3 separate regions of the Sus scrofa genome follow, and all the other regions are linked to region 1. Evidence: chromatin contacts called from public Hi-C data. All regions are on one chromosome and are shown on one strand. Each heading gives the region's core, a stretch centred on a gene start, on an enhancer-like site or on the middle of the called end of the contact. The rest is flanking DNA. Distances are from core to core; before and after follow the strand shown.

The links. Hi-C and Micro-C count contacts between places; a contact is called where the count stands out from the background.
Region 2: a contact with region 1 is called in a Hi-C map of skeletal muscle, with 5 times the contacts expected there. The contact joins two enhancer-like sites. A contact is called at or near these places in 2 of 5 promoter capture datasets (fetal liver and liver), 26 of 47 Hi-C or Micro-C datasets (adipocytes, adipose tissue, alveolar macrophages and 14 more) and 1 of 2 datasets of contacts at active chromatin or transcription factors (skeletal muscle).
Region 3: a Hi-C map of skeletal muscle shows a contact between it and region 1, with 3 times the contacts expected there. The contact joins the promoter of TSPAN33 here to the enhancer-like site in region 1. A contact is called at or near these places in 7 of 47 Hi-C or Micro-C datasets (adipocytes, fibroblasts, liver and 4 more) and 1 of 2 datasets of contacts at active chromatin or transcription factors (skeletal muscle).

What each region holds. Positions count from the first base shown.
Region 1 is chr18:19,449,211-19,451,910 of Sscrofa11.1, reverse strand. It overlaps SMO (smoothened homolog), which reads left to right. Exons shown (of 12, transcript XM_003134680.5): 12 at 1-1,181. The coding sequence ends at 64. Among named protein-coding and RNA genes, the nearest start is that of AHCYL2, 8.7 kb to the right of the region's middle. Within about 2 kb of position 1,335, at least 9 of the 83 cell types and tissues checked have an H3K27ac peak or open chromatin away from gene starts, as enhancers often do. A contact at or near this core is called in adipose tissue, retroperitoneal adipose tissue and skeletal muscle, where this site is marked.
Region 2 is chr18:19,491,604-19,494,351 of Sscrofa11.1, reverse strand. TSPAN33 (tetraspanin-33) reads left to right here. Exons shown (of 8, transcript XM_003134681.4): 8 at 1-742. Among named protein-coding and RNA genes, the nearest start is that of SMO, 14 kb to the right of the region's middle. Within about 2 kb of position 1,256, at least 37 of the 83 cell types and tissues checked have an H3K27ac peak or open chromatin away from gene starts, as enhancers often do. A contact at or near this core is called in adipose tissue, retroperitoneal adipose tissue and skeletal muscle, where this site is marked.
Region 3 is chr18:19,512,913-19,515,612 of Sscrofa11.1, reverse strand. TSPAN33 (tetraspanin-33) reads left to right here and starts at 1,252. Exons shown (of 8, transcript XM_003134681.4): 1 at 1,252-1,602. The coding sequence starts at 1,501.

The sequences.
Region 1 (2,700 bases), core at 86-2,585:
GCCCATTCACTCCCGCACCAACCTGATGGAGGCAGAACTCATGGACGCAGACTCGGACTTCTGAGCCTGGAGAGCAGGACCTGGGACAAGAAGGAGGAACAAATACGTTCCAAGGCTCATCTTCCTCCCTGAGGGTGCTTCCCCAGGGTCTGCTCTTCCAGAGAACCCGAGGGCCCAGCGGCGCCCCCAGGAGAGTTCCTCGTGTCTGGCTCTCGCAGCAGGACTGTGGGAAAGAGCCCTGCCGTTGCCACCCATAGGCCTCACCCCTGGCCAGGCCCTGGAGCTCAGGGTCCTTGTTTCTGCCCCAGCAGCTGGAGCCTGGCTGGCAGCATCTATCTCCAACAGAAGTCATGGGGTATGTAGAGCTTCTGGTGGGCCAGAAAAGGTGGAAGCAGTGGTGGCGGTACAGGGAATTGGCAGTGGTGGCCAGGGAGGCAGCCAAGCCCATGTCTGGCAGGTAAGGGCTGGCTGCCCTTTTCTGTGCCGGGGGTGCCCTTCCCTGGCACTCGCAGACCCAAAGTGTTGATTGTGCCATTAGCCCTTTGTCCAAGTGGGGATGGAGCTCCCTCCTCCCTTTCCGGGGTGCTTGTGGGGTGGGTGTGCCCATGCCCACGGGGCTGTAACCTCTCAGTGTCCAGCCAGCTCCACCCCAGGCCAGTAACCCACCCTGTGTTTTCCTGCACCCCCTTTCCCCATTTCAGTTCAACCAGGCCACCCTCTCCTGTTTCCTGTTTGTTGATGATGACCCAGAATTACAGCATTTTCTGTCTCCCACCCCCGCCCCTTTACTGCTGGCCTCCCCTCTCCAGGTGGGAGACAGGTTCAGCTAAAGCTATAGCGCCGGGTGTGGTATAGAAGCCGTGAGTCCCGGGGAGCCTCTGGGCCACCAAGAGATACGTGCTCGCTCTTCCTCTTTCTCTGTCCAGTGGGGGGTGGCTCCTCTGACTTGAGGGGCTACCCTGGGAAGCTGCTAACGCTTCAGCCAAGCAGGAGAGCTTCCTTCAACTTCCATAACCAGTGGGTGAAGGGATTCCCACCTCCCATAACCCCCACCCAAGTTCCCAAGGCCCCAGTTTCAAGCACCAGACAGCAAGAAGCCTTAGCAGCTGGCCGGGTTCCAGATCAGTGGGTAGGGATAGGGAGACGAAGCATACACAGTAAATAAAAGGTTTTTGTATAAACTCTGAGTCTGCTGCTTTCCATAGGCCCCCATCTTGACTTCACTATCTGCTTGGTCCTGATCTCATTTTTCTCCCACATCCTCCTCGGGCTGTTCTGGAAGGCCACAAGCTTGGTGCTGATGAGGTCACCACTGACAGATGTTAAGCTGATGTCAGCTTGATGTGCTGGCCGTCCTTCCTGGCCAGTTGGCTCTATTTATGGACAGAAGCTCTGGCCACAGCTGCCTCACTGCACATTGATCATGAGTGGGCAAGAACACACAGCTTGTTCCTGAGGTGATGACTGGAAGCAAGTGTCCCCTGCCGGGGAGTGTAGATGGGCAATCCTGGGCCCCTCTCTGGGACCTCTTGCCTCTACAAGAGATGTCTGTGAAACCAGGTGCATTCTTTTTTTTTTTTTTTTTTTTTTGCTTTTTAGGGCTGCACCCATGGCATATGGAGGTTCCCAGGCTAGGGGTCTAATCAGAGCTACAGCAGCAGCCGTGGCATCCGAGCTGTGTCGTCGACCTACACCACAGCTCACGGCAACGCCGGATCCGTAACCCCCTGAGTGAGGCCAGGGATCGAACCCGCACGTTCATGATTCCTAGTTGGATTCATTTCCGCTGCACCACAACGGGAACTCCGGACCAGGTGCATTCTGATCCTTGGCTTCCTCCCCTGAGCAGTCAAAGGAATTCCGGCTTCACGGAGGGAAGCTTGTCAGCCCCACTTCCTCCAAAAAGATGTCCGTAGAAGACTGGAAACTAGGCTCAGGATGCTGCGGAACAGATCTGTGGAGGGACGGGGGCAGTTCCTCCAGACAACTCGGAGGGTATCGTGGGGTATTAGCAGTGTTCAGGAGGGGAGCTCAACTGATCGGGGCACAAGCGATTTGCCCAGAGCCAAGTTCCAGGGAAAGAGGAAAAGGAACTGACTGATCATATTCTAGGTACTTTACATGTGTATAATAATAAATACAATAGCAGCTAATTCTTATTAAATGCTCGCTAGCTCTCTTCTAAGCATTTTATATGTACAAACCTGTTGAATCTCACAACAGACCTATGAGGCATCCTTACCACCCCCAAGACGCTGAGGCACAGAAAGGCTCGACAGTTTGCCTGAAGCCACGGAGTAAGTGACAACACTGGGATTGCCTCAGGGCCCTCTGGCTCCAGAGTCACCTGGCTCTCGGCCACTGCACTCTACTGCCTCTTGTTTCAGTCAGAAGGATCGGAGGAGCTAGTTTGCAAAATGACTTGCCCACAACCTGGTCGCTAGTGACAGCCACTGGGCGCAGGGTCTTCCTGACTATGCCACCCAGACTCCTTCCACTGTCATTTCTGACCTTTGGATTGTCCTCCTCTCCAGGCTTCCCTGGTGCTGTGTTCCCTCTGGCCACTCCCTTCGCCTTGTGCTTGCCTGCCTTGCTTATTCTTGCCATCACCGCCCCACTCAACAGTAGCAGAGCTATTTTTTTAAGTTCAAATATAGTGTTTACAATATTGTGTTAGTTTCAGGTGTACAGCAAAGTGGT
Region 2 (2,748 bases), core at 7-2,506, 43 kb before region 1:
TCTAACCTTAAGCATTTGGGTTTATGTTTGGTTTGGTTTGTTTTGTTTTGTCTGAGCAGAGTTGCTTGAGCAACAGCAGGGGCACAGAGTTGTGCGGGCATTAGGCTTCTCACAGAGGCGCTAAAACTGACAACTCTGCTAGGGCTGCTCCTGAGCTTGAACATTCTCAGATTCTGGCTGTTGCCAGCGAGACCTTCCTGGGGAGTGGACACCAGGAACCCCGCCTGGAGTCCAGTTGACATGATACCAGCTCCAGAAGGGAAGAGAGTGGAGCAGGCAATGAGCATGGGGGTCGGATGGGGACAGTTGTATGTGCTGGGTAGGAGTGGAAGGCGATGTGTTTACTAACTGCCTGGCAGGCCATCCTCCCAGGTAGTCTGAGTGAGCTACATCCTGCCCCTCCCTCATTTCCATGGAAACGGGGCAGCAAGGGCAAGGGGTCCAATAGCAGCCAAACTCATCTCTTCTCCCCTCCTTTAAAAAAATGTTTGGAACCATGCTCTCTATATTCTGAAGCCAGCAGAGGTGGGACTGAGCCATAGGTGCCCTTGAATTCCTCCCCTGTCTGGCCCTTCCTCCCCAGCAAGTGGGGTATTTCTTAACCTTGGCAGTGTGCAAAGAAAGAGAGGTAATACCCCCCATTCCTCTGCATCAGAGCTTAGTGTTTCTACAATGTAAGCAGGGATCTTGCTGGGGCTGGGGGAGCCAGAAATGGCAATAAAAGTTTGTTGACCTGGGCTAAGCTAGACTCCATGAATTTTCCATTCCGGCAACTGGAAGGGGAGGGGTATAAGAGCCAAGCCTGGGGTGGGGGAAGGGAGTGGGGGGGGCCTGCCTCCAGGAGGTACCTCCCCACCCCCCACCCCCACCCCCTTAACCAAATGCCCTACTCCCCTCCCGCAACCGCGACCTCTCTGGTCTAAACTAGATCGAGGGGTTCCTAATTCGCATCTGGGAACCGCGTAATTTTATCCCCAAACCTGACGTTCATTTTTCCCCCCGAACTAAAGTGAATTACATTAATGTGCTGACCCAAATTCAGGATGCGTTAGGGAAGGATCTGTCCGGAAATCACAGTCTAGCCCTCTCCGCAGGGAAGGGAGGAGGGATAAAGAGAAGTCATCTCTTCAGGCCCAGTCTAGACCTCCAGTCCTCTCCTCCACCTTCATCTGAGGGCGTTGGGTACCGGGGCCCATCCCGTTTTAGTGACGACTCGGAAAACCGTCCGGCTCTGCGCCGGGCTCGCCAGCGCCGAGCAGCGCGCGAGAGGGCGGCGACCCGGGAGGCCCGGCTGGCGCGTCGCGGGGCGGGGCCGGGGCGGAGCCGCGCGGCGCCGTGGGTGGTCCCCGCCCCCGCGGCGGCTGGCCCGGCGCCTCCGCGCCCATCCCCCGTCCTGGGGGCGGCGCGGCCCCGCCGCTGAGCGGACGTACCCCAACTCCCCCCGCCGCGCCCCGCCGTCGCGGGGCTCACGCTAGGGGTTTGGCCTGGCTGAGGAAAGCGTGGGGAGAAGCCCTCCCGCGCAGGGAAGACAGAGTCGCGAATTCTCTCCCCGCCCCGCTTTCCCTTAAGCCAGCCTTCTGCTCCTGGAAGGGCGCCTTTCCAGCAGCCGCCCGGGGCCCCAGCCAGTTTAGCTCCAGATAGTAACAGAATGGAAAAATAAAATAAAATCATCCCAAATAAATTAAAAATAAGGGCTTTTTATTCCGGGAGAGAAGAGTAAAAAAGCGCGCCTTCTTAGAGCCAGAGTTGCACTTTTTACTACTTCACTTGGTGATGCAGACCCAGAAGTCCATGCTAGGAGCTGGGGTGATGCACGTTCCAGGTTCACCGAATTTGAGAAGCTTACCTGGCAGGGGGCTCATTTAGGGCCTCTTGGAGGAAAAGACCAGGAACGCTGGTCTGCAGACCAAAGATTCAAATCCAAATTTCTTAAACTCCAAACTACACTTAAGTCTCTACCGTCTCTCAGCATTTAGCCGTCTGGGCTTAGACAAAAGGGGTTGGGAATTTCTGACCAAGTCCCAAGCCTTAAACTGCCCTATGCAAATGTTCAGGAACTTAGAGTGTGGTTCAGTGTTTTCCAGCTAGATTCTCTTCTCATTGTCTCTGGCTCTCGGCATTTATCTAGCTTTCTTACTCTTTGGCCTGATGCCAGGAGGGAATATGCCTCAATTTTGGAAAGATTTCTTAATGTAATTTCACGTTTCGATTTAATTTACTCCCTGAATTTGTTTCTAATAACCCTAGTCTCAAGCATGTGGGGTTAACACCAGGATCTTACAACAGCTACCAAATCTGAGCCTCAAAGGTGGGTGAATGGAAGTTTCATGGAGCTGTAGAAATCAGGCTGGATGGGCAGAAGTAGAGAGAAAAGTCCTAAAGGATGATGAAAATTTGGGATGACATGGCAAGAAAGGTACCCCTAGGGCCTCAAGCACTACAGTAAACAAGGACTTGAGGACAAATTTTACAGAATGTTCAGTGAAGTTCTAATTCCTTCTCTATGTTCTATTGCTGCAGTAACAAATCATCATAAATTGGGTGGCTTAATTCAACACAAATTTGTTATCTTAGGTTTTAGAAGTCAGAAGTCTAAAATGGGTCTCACTGAGCTAAAAAATCAAGGTGAGCACAGAGCTAAGTTCCTTCTGAGGGCCCTAGAGAATCCATTTTCCAGCTTTTAGAACATGCGTTCCTTGGTGCCTGGCCTCTTTTCCATCTTTAAAACGCATCACTCCAGGAGTTCTC
Region 3 (2,700 bases), core at 3-2,502, 64 kb before region 1:
AACAACAGAAATATATTTCTCACAGTTCTGGAGGCTAGAAAGTCCAAGATCTAGACACCCACAGATTCAATTTCTGGTGAGAGCCTACTTCCTGATTCCTAGGCAGCTGTCTTCTCGCTGTGTCCTAACCTGGCAGAGAGGGTTAGGGAGCGCTCTAGGGTCTCTTTTACAAAGGCACTAATCCCATTCATGAAAGCTCCATTTCTTGTGACCTAAGCAAAACCACCCCCCCACCCCCACCCCAGGCCCCATCTTTAATACCATAACCTTGGGAGGCAAGATTTCAACATCTGAGTTTGGGTTGGGGGTGGTGATACAAACAGTCTTCAGCATTCGTGTTTGTGTTACTTATGGTAGCCAGGCAGGGTCCACCACCTACATTTCACTCAACCTGTGCGTGCCAGATCACCGTGTTTAAAACCGGTGTAGACCAAGACACCAAGACTTAAATAGGGAGGTGAGGATTGAAACGGTGATGAATTAGGATGGTAGCATTGTTGGTGATGTTTCCAAATTTCCACCATTGGGTTATAGAGTTTTTGAAATAAGCATTTAAAATATGCAGTTACTGGAGTTCCCTTGTGGTGCAGCAGGTTAAGGATGCAGTGTTATCACTGCAGTGGCTCTGGTAGCTGCTGTGGTACGGGTTCAACTCCTGGCCTGGGAACTTCCACATGCCAGCTGGTGCGGCAAAACAAAACAAAACAAAACAAAAAAACCCCACATATACATAAATATATATACATAAATACGTATATATCTAGTTACTAAACAGGACTGCAGCTACTCTTAAATATTCTCAATTGCTATATGTAGGTTCGTTTTGTCTCTGATTTTATTGTCATCCCCCTCAACCCCGGATTCTTGTGTCCCACAGTTTTCAGCGCATTGCTCAACATATGGTCTACGTACTTGTTGATTTTAGTGTATGTGTGTTTGCATATGGTGCACAGCAACTGCGTAGAGGAGTGGGTGTGTGATGCAGCGTGCATTCCTTCTGATCCTTTTTCCCTTGAATAGCTGCAGCCTGGATGTTTTCTTCTTGAGGGTGGAGGCAGAATCACTGACCCTTTAACAAGTTGTCCCTCGCAGAACAGGTGTCTCCCCCGCCTTTCAGAAAAGAGGGATGGTTGGACACTAAGTGACACCAGAGGCTGGCCAATGAGAAGTCGGGTTTTGGCAGACCAACCAATGGGCGGCCTGGGGCGGGCCCGGTTTCCTGGGAGCCCGGCGGGCCGGGCTGGTCCTCTGGCCGCAGCGGAGTCTCAGCCGCTCACGCTGCCCGCGGTGGCTCCCGCGACTCCCGGCGGCTCCAGTGGCGGCGCCGTTCCTCAGCCCGCGCTTCTTCCGGACGCACGGCGCGGGCACCTCCCGCCGCGCCGCAGCTTCGCCGCCGCTCGGGCTCCAGCGGTGGCGCGGCTCATGCCTCCCGGCGCGGAGCGCTCAGGTGGGCCGGCCGCCGCGGGGAGATAGGCCCCCGGGGGCGGCGGCGGCTGGACCATGGCCCGGAGACCCCGGGCGCCGGCTGCCTACGGGGAGGACTTCTCCTTCGTCAGCCCGCTGGTGAAATACCTGCTCTTCTTCTTCAACATGCTCTTCTGGGTGAGTCTTGGGGGCTCGTGGGGGCATCTGGGCGGCAGGGCACCCCCTGGAGGGCTGAGTGGGCTGCCCGCGGCTGAGGAGGGTTGTCCCCGGATGCCGGGTTCGAGGCGAGCGTGGTGAGCCGCACTGCCTAGTTTTCCGGGAAGACCGCACTTTGGGGTAATTTATCCTAGGCAGGGACACCACAGTGACGCCTTGTGTGTAGGGGGTGTTGGGGTGGGGGGGGTCTGCAAGGGATTCAGTAAAGACTTATGGGTATTCCATGGGCAGCGGAGGAGGGTCTGTTTTAGGCCAAAAAAAAAAAAAAAAAAAAAAAAAGGTGGGTTTGAGCGGGAGGAGTGGGTTTTCTTGTTGGTCGAAGGCAGACCCACTGATACGTGTTAGCAGTCTTAGTAGTTAAAAATCCCATCGTTGGGGGATTTTTTGGCCTGGGAGGCCCTGATAGCAAAGAAAAGAGGAAGAGGGGGAAACCCAAACCTTCCTTCTCCCTTACCTCAGAGAGAAGGGGTTAAGGGGCTCTCATCTCTTCCTTTTGCAGGCCTCTACCCTCCCTTCCCCCCCGCAAAAGGCGGAAAAAGGACAGGAATGGCCTCCGGGTGTAGATGCCTTTCCCAGCACTGTCTCAAACTTTGCCTCACCTTGCTCGGGACCAGACTCTAGCCCCTGGAGTTTGACAGTCTTCAGATTCTTTAAATAGGACCCTGTGTTTGACTGGAAGGTCAGGGGTCCTTTCAGAATCTTCTGCTTAGGGCTGGAAAAGTGGAAAAAAATGTTGGACTGGGGCTGCCTGGATTTTCATCCCCACTCTGCCATTAATTGTTAACTTGACTAACCTGGGCCATACGCTCACCTCTGTAGGCCTTGGTCTCTCCTCCGTAAAATCAAACGCCACATGATCAAGGATGTCGGAAATACTCTGCTGGAGCTGTGAATGCAGCTGGACCAGATCTTGAAATGCTAGCTCAATCCTGTTTCATGTCTAGAGAATCCCTGAGGCCCTCCGGGTTTGAGAACATAGTGGGACCCACCATACACACCCCGACCCCCACCCCGACCTCCAGATTCCCTGATTTTCTTCCGGCACCAACTACATCAGAG